Regions from separate parts of the Urocitellus parryii genome. Here region 2 is linked to region 1. A link is a contact called in public Hi-C data. All regions are on one chromosome and are shown on one strand. The core of a region is the stretch at or near the end of the contact, and the rest is flanking DNA. Distances in the headings are between cores, read along the strand shown.

What was found. Hi-C and Micro-C count contacts between places; a contact is called where the count stands out from the background.
Region 2: a contact with region 1 is called in a Hi-C map of muscle, with 4 times the contacts expected there. The contact joins the promoter of Slc25a28 here to the promoter of Got1 in region 1. A contact is called at or near these places in 2 of 2 Hi-C or Micro-C datasets (liver and muscle).

What each region holds. Positions count from the first base shown.
Region 1 is chr5:183,244,913-183,248,190 of mUroPar1.hap1, forward strand. Got1 (glutamic-oxaloacetic transaminase 1) reads right to left here and starts at 1,610. Exons shown (of 9, transcript XM_026394778.2): 1 at 1,382-1,610. The coding sequence starts at 1,499.
Region 2 is chr5:183,403,098-183,406,488 of mUroPar1.hap1, forward strand. Slc25a28 (solute carrier family 25 member 28) reads right to left here and starts at 1,407. Exons shown (of 4, transcript XM_026394826.2): 1 at 997-1,407. The coding sequence starts at 1,287.

The DNA of each region.
Region 1 (3,278 bases), core at 360-2,859:
GAGTTTTGTTGTTGTGTTTGTTTCGTTTTTAAACAAGCACTCTGTACAGACACAAATACTCTCTATGGGAAGCACAATTCTGAATATCCCTCTTGTCACCCTATACTACAAAATAATTTCAATTTTTCTTTCCAAAATTTCTAATCCTCTTATTCTAAGCCTATTTCCTCCCACAGGACATCAGCCTACTCATTTTCATATTCCTGGCTGGCCTTTTTATGTGGCAAAAAAACAAATCAAGAAAGTGTCTGTGGCACTTCAAACATACAAATGAGAATGATTGGAATAACAAATTCACCAGAAAAGGTTAGAGTTAAAAGGAATTTCAGAGGCTTTGAAATACAAATATTTTTCTTGACAGATGGGTAAACTGAGGCCAATGCTCTGAGTTGTTCAAGGCCCAAGAAATACAATAAAAAAATGAAGACAAGGGAAGGAAAGGTACTTGGGAATAAGAATGATCAAATTGGGCTGGGGATGTGGCTCAAGCGCGCTCGCCTGGCATGCATGCGGCCCGGGTTGGATCCTCAGCACCACATACCAACAAAGATGTTGTGTCCACCGAGAACTAAAAAATAAATATTAAAAATTCTCTCTCTCTCTCTCTCTCTCTCTCTCTCCTCTCTCACTCTCTCTTAAAAAAAAAAAAAAGAATGATCAAATTATGTGTGTGTATGAATATGGCTATGTATAACTATAATACATTAATTAAAAACAAAAAGAAAAAAGAAATGAAGACAAGGATGTGTGGAAAGTAAGATCTACTCCACGGTATCTACCCATTCCTACCACATCTGTGAGGGTCAGAACCATCTTCCTAGATCCCTCCAGGCAGTATTAACACATCTCAGAAGCATTTCAGATCTCTGGTGTGCAACACTTGCTGATTTTGAAATCCTTGAAAACAAAACCAAGCCTCAGTCTTCCCCACAAAGTTTAATAGGGTATATTCAACACTTGGTGATCACTCAAATATTTACCAGACCAAAGCTCCCTAAGGCTAACAGTTCTCCTTTACACACTCCCCAGCTACTAGGACCCCAAGCCTACGAAGCTTATTTCCACCCCCTATTTTCCAAGCCTATTTTCCTCCCTCTCTTTACAATCCTTTGATGTAGTATAAAGAACACAGGATGGGGAATCAGAAAGAATGCATTTGTGTTCTGGCTACTATACCTATTTTGAATGACCTTGAACACATCTCCCATTTCCAGGGCCTCCATATCCCCATCTGTAAAATGGGCACGTTGAACGAAACTCTGTGATCCTGCCTCCTCTCCAGGGTGCCCCTCTCCAGGCAGTGTCCAGCCGGGCCTTAGACTCCAGGCCGGGATTGGGTCCGCTCCCACGCTGCTCACATTCCAGGGCACAGCATCCTTACCTCCTACTCCTAAATTGACCTTGCGGGGGTCTGGATCCTCCCGGAAGTCAGCCGTGAGCTTAAAGACAAGGACGGGCTGGGCCTGCGGAACCTCGGCAAAGACTGACGGAGGCGCCATGGATACAGAGCAGGAATCTGCGGAGAGCCTTGACAGGGGACCTGGAGCTAGCTGCTCGGTTGGGGCTCGGTTCGGCGACTGGAGGAGACGCTCACCTTCACTAGCTGGCGGAGGCGGGCTCCCGGCCTCCAATAGTCGAGCCGCGTCCGGAGCTTGGCAACGCGAATAACCAATCACAAGCTCCTGACTAAACCAGAGAGGAAGGAGGGGGTGTTATTAGCCAATCCAAGAAGAGAATCTTATTGGAGGCCGGTAATGATGCAACCAATGCTATTTACGCTGACGGAGAAGGGGGGGGAGACTAGGGTTGATTGGCAGAGCGTGTTCCAATCACTGAGGCTTTTATTCCTTGGGGGCTGAGAGGAGGAACCCAGCGGCCGCAGTCCCCATGGGGCATCCTCCTTGACCTTCCAGGACCAGAAGACGAGGGGGAGGTGGCCAGCGGGAAATCCAAAGGACGGGTCCTTCTGTTCCCGCTGAGGAGATGTTGTCACTGCCAGGCCTGGCTGCGCGCACGTTCCTGACCCGACCGGGCCGGGCTGGCAGCCAAATCCCCGGCGTTTGTACGTGGGATGGGCGTCTACAGCCTAGACGTGCAGCTCGGGAGGCCACGCGGGCGACCTTGACCGTCCCTGCCGGGTGTTTCCCCCAGAAAGAAATGTGGATGTGCTCCCTGCCTTGGTTGCTGACAGGAAGATCTTTCTAAAAATGGGCGATGATCACGAATCCCTTTCTACCGCTCTTCTAGTTTGAGAATTTTGCTCCGCAGTTCCTTACAAAGAGGGTCTTGGTCCTCAAGGGACCTTCAGGAACCCTAAGGAAGGGGCTGGAGTCCTGGCTCAGCGGCAGAGGGCTTGCCTAGGACACGTGAGGCACTGGGTTCCATCCTCAGCTGTGTTCATCTACAACTAAAAAAAATGTTTCCAAAAAAACCCTCCCTCGGCAGCTGTCTTCCCACTCATGCACTGGGCCAGATATTGCTGTCATTTTTAAGGCTAATCCTTTCCCTGAGAGTCTTTCCACGCCAGTCTCCTTCTGCACCTATTGTGTGACCTTGAAGACCAACACCAAATGTCAAGCCTCCCCTTAACCCTCATTCTAGTCAAAATTGTTTTCCTGTGCTTCTGTGCTTTGTTAGCCATATTACAATTTTAGGAAATATCCTTATGGTGAGGAACCTGGCTCCAGAGCCAGACTACCTGAGTTTGCATTCTGGTTATCTCTTACTAACTCAAGCAAGTTTAGGCAAGTTATTTAACCTCTTTGTTCCAGCTGTGTGAAGTGGAAATAATAATATTTTCCTCAGGGTTGTTGTGGGAATTATGTGAGTTAATACACATTAAGTGTTTAGTTGCATATAATAAGCACCCTACAAATGTTAACTATTGTTATTGCACATCTGCCTCACCCCATGTAGATGCTTTTTGGCCAGGGATTTAACCTGTATAAGTCCCCCCTCCGTTTCTTGTACTTACTAACAACAAATGCTGGAGTTAGTTCTCTTGTTGTCTCTGAAGAAAATGTTATAGACTCTAATCATCAGATAATATGATAAATCTTAAAATGAGTTTTCCATTCAAAATATAAGCCAAAGTACTTAGTGTAACACCTGCTGACCTTTTGTATCATCTACTTCTTTTTTGGAAACTTTGCCTCTGGTTCTAAAGGTAACTGCCCTCGGTGTTTCATTAATAACAGTTTCCTCCACAGATTGCAAGGTAGCACTGAAGGTCAAATGATAATGAACTTTTGATGCCTCCAAAGGCAGAGGCAGAGGGC
Region 2 (3,391 bases), core at 157-2,656, 160 kb after region 1:
AAGTTTAGTGGTTTGCATCTTTACTAAGGGTGGAGAATAAAAACTGTAAAAACAATCTTTCCCATCTTCAGAGGGGAGACTCAGCTTTCTTCAGAAGGATCTCACTTCTGGATCCATTAATCATCCTGCTTGGTTGTGGATGCAATTAGTTTTACTTTCACACTAATTGTGTCGATCTTGTTCCACGTTCTTCACACTTACATCCACTTTCTAATACCGTCACACTTCCCTTCTAGGCAACTTTCCCCTTTTTGTCAACTTCAGGCGCCCAAAGAAATACACTAAGTTTCCTCTCTTGTGTGGGGGCTGATGTGCTCCCTGCACATACACAATCTTAATCCCAGTTCAATTTTCATGTTCAGGAAATGGGTGGGATATCATGCTTGCTTCAGAGAGAAATCGAAACCTTTTCCTGAACACGATCTTTCCCATATTACTTTCAGTCTGAAACTCTGATTTCTGACTGCACAACGACTTACAATCACTCACGGGATAAGATTTAATACGTCCTTTATCTAGCTGAGAGATCCCAGATTCCGGTTCCTGCCTCGTCACTTCTAAGGAAAGACACAGCAAGAAGCTGGTAAAAGCACCTACCCGAAGAACATCTCAAGCCATCAGATCCAGTTTACCATCTGATTCACGCCAGTTGGCGTCACCTTAATCGAGTTAGTAGCACTTACCTGGGCTTCGGGATCCCCAATCCCACCCTATTCCTGTTAAGTCCCAGGTGGGATCTCCGACTTTGGCTGACAGATTTTTGATCATGAGTCCCGATTCAGATCTCACTGACGGTTAGAAATAAGTCCTGGCTCCTGAGTGGGCTCAACTCCCAGCCCGGACCTTGCTTGCACGGAGTACCGGTTCGAATCGTGTGAAGTGCCTGGAGCCAAGAAGGAACCCCGTCGACTCCAGCTCTCAGCTAGGATCCTGGCTCTAGATGGGACTAAGGTGGGTCAGCCCCAGGTCGGGTTCCGAGCCCAGTCCAGGTCTCACCTTGACACAGTCGATGGGGTACATCACGCAATGCTCCAGGATCCCTGCCACGGCGCCTGCCACCATGTGCGTGGTGACAGTGGCTCCAGCCGGCAGCGCCTCGTAGTCCGGGCCGGAGTCCGGATCCTGCCGTACCGGGGGCCTGCAGGCCCCGGCCTCCCCACCGCCGGCCCCCCGTCCCACGCCCCGCTGCAGCCACCCGTCCAGCAGCGCAGACTCCCCGGGGCTCCGCCCGGGCCCAGCCGCCGGCCCCCCCGCCACACCGCCTGCACTCCGCCCCTCCAACTCCATCCACCCGGGCCAGCCGCGGCGCACACCTGCGCCGCTGCCGCCACTACTGCCGCCGCCCCCCGGCCCCGTTGCCTCCGCCTCAGGCGCGGCCCAGAGAGCCCCGGGCCTCCGGCTCCCGCTTGGCCCGCGGATACGCCCCCCAACCAACCATTGGTGAAGGCGCCACCCTAGCCCCACCCCTTTCCTCACGTAGGGGAAATATGTCTGCGGTATTCGCGAAGTTGCCTGTCATTCCTCTTCCCCGAGGCGTTGCTGCCGCCTAGATCCCACCCCTTCCCCTTTGATCTTGGAAGCTTCTTGTTTATTGGTCACTGATTGGCCGACATGTAAGATTAGCCCGCCTCTGACTTTTCAGGGGCGGGAGAAACTTAAGGTAGAACTTTGATAGGCTCCACCACTCTAGATACTTTGGCTGTGGCCATTGGCTCGCACCACTTCTGCCTCCGATTGGCTAAAGAAAGAGAGCGAAGCGCTGGGAGAGGATAGGGACTGACTTTGGGGCCCAGACTGGCACCTAAGGGGCTGCAAGCACTGCGGGCGGGAACGTAGGGTGGGGGCGGTGCCAGGCCTTCGAGGTCCAACCGCTGACGGGTGCCGTTACGGTAGGCGCTCGAGCGCGCGACCCGAGTGCCCAGACGCGCAGCTCCTAGACATGCGTTCCCGGTACCGAGAGCTCTATTCCCGCGGGATCTTGTGGAGGGCGGGAGGCGGAGCCAGCCTGGACCCTGCATCACCCTGGCAGTGCCAGCGTGCTCATCTGGGAAGTTATTGCGACATGTGGGCAGGAGCCCTCCCCACTGCCAGGGAAGACCGCGGCGGCCCGTTAGGCCGGGGTCGATTCTGGACTGTCCGGCCGCGGGGGTGAAGGGTCTGGATAACCCGTTGGGTCCGAGACCCCAATCTCTAGCACTGAGCCTTACACAGTCTCAGTAAACCCTGCAGTGGTTGAATGAATGAATTCTCCAGGGCCTCGGCAGTGGCTGGGCTCTGCGCCAGGCCGAGAGCCAAAGGCTGGGGAAGGAGATGTCGAAATAGGGCGGGATGATTCAGAGATGATGACAGGTGGAGAGGTCGACTGGAGGCAGCGTTTAAAGCAAAGAAAGTATGACAATTATGGGGAAGTTCGGACATACAGCTTGTACCGAGTCTAAAACTTCAGCTTCTTGCCCTCGAGCTGACTCACTGACAAACCTCAGGGACCGTGTTGATTGCCTTTTGTGATAAGACCGCTCTTGCTCCCAGTCGGGGTCGGTTAGTCTTGAGAGTGGCGCGTACTGGTTGTAGAACAAAGTTAGTGATGCCCAGCCCTCAGGACTACTCCAGCGCCAAGAAGTTGCACAGAGGCTTGTGCTGCACTAAGGCGCAAGGAAACAACTCTAGACTCCAGCAGGCCCCGTTTTCACTCGGTCTGCCCGGCTTCCTCAGTATTCCTTTGCTGGAGCGTGTTTGCACAAGTTTCCCCAGTTTCCAGCTCAGTCTTTACTACCTATTTTAATGAGATGATGAAGTAATTATGAACTAACCTTCCATCTGTTTATAGCATTTCCTTCGATCAGGAAGAGGTTTTCCATTTTCTCTTAAAGCTTAGATTTCTCTGGGCGCCCCCCTCGCCCCCGCAACTCGCCTGTTCTCTTCCTGTACAGTAGTAGTTAGTAACCTTTGGGTCGCCACCTTTTGGAAAATGGTAACGCTACAAATCCGTTTCTATAACCCCTGATGCGTGCACTAAATTTTGCATATAACTTCTGAGTTTCAAAGTTCCAGAAGGTGACTCTTGCACTCCCTAGAGGTCCATTAATTTCGAGCTACAGCACGGTTCAGTCTTCTCTGTTCTATAGCTCATTTCCCTTAAGACATGAATAGGTCTCACAAAAAGAAACCCATTCAATCCCACTAGAATATTTACAAATTCCCCTTACTGCCAAATTCCTCCAGCAATGACCTATACATACTGTGTCCTTTCCTTAAGCTTTACATTTTCACTCCTTTATTCAGTGGTCACAAATACTCTTTCTAGATTCAATTGCCTTTTTCTTATTCCCATTTTTTTCCTGAGTGAACACTTGCTCCCCATTGACCCATCCTTCACTGAAACTTTTTCCTA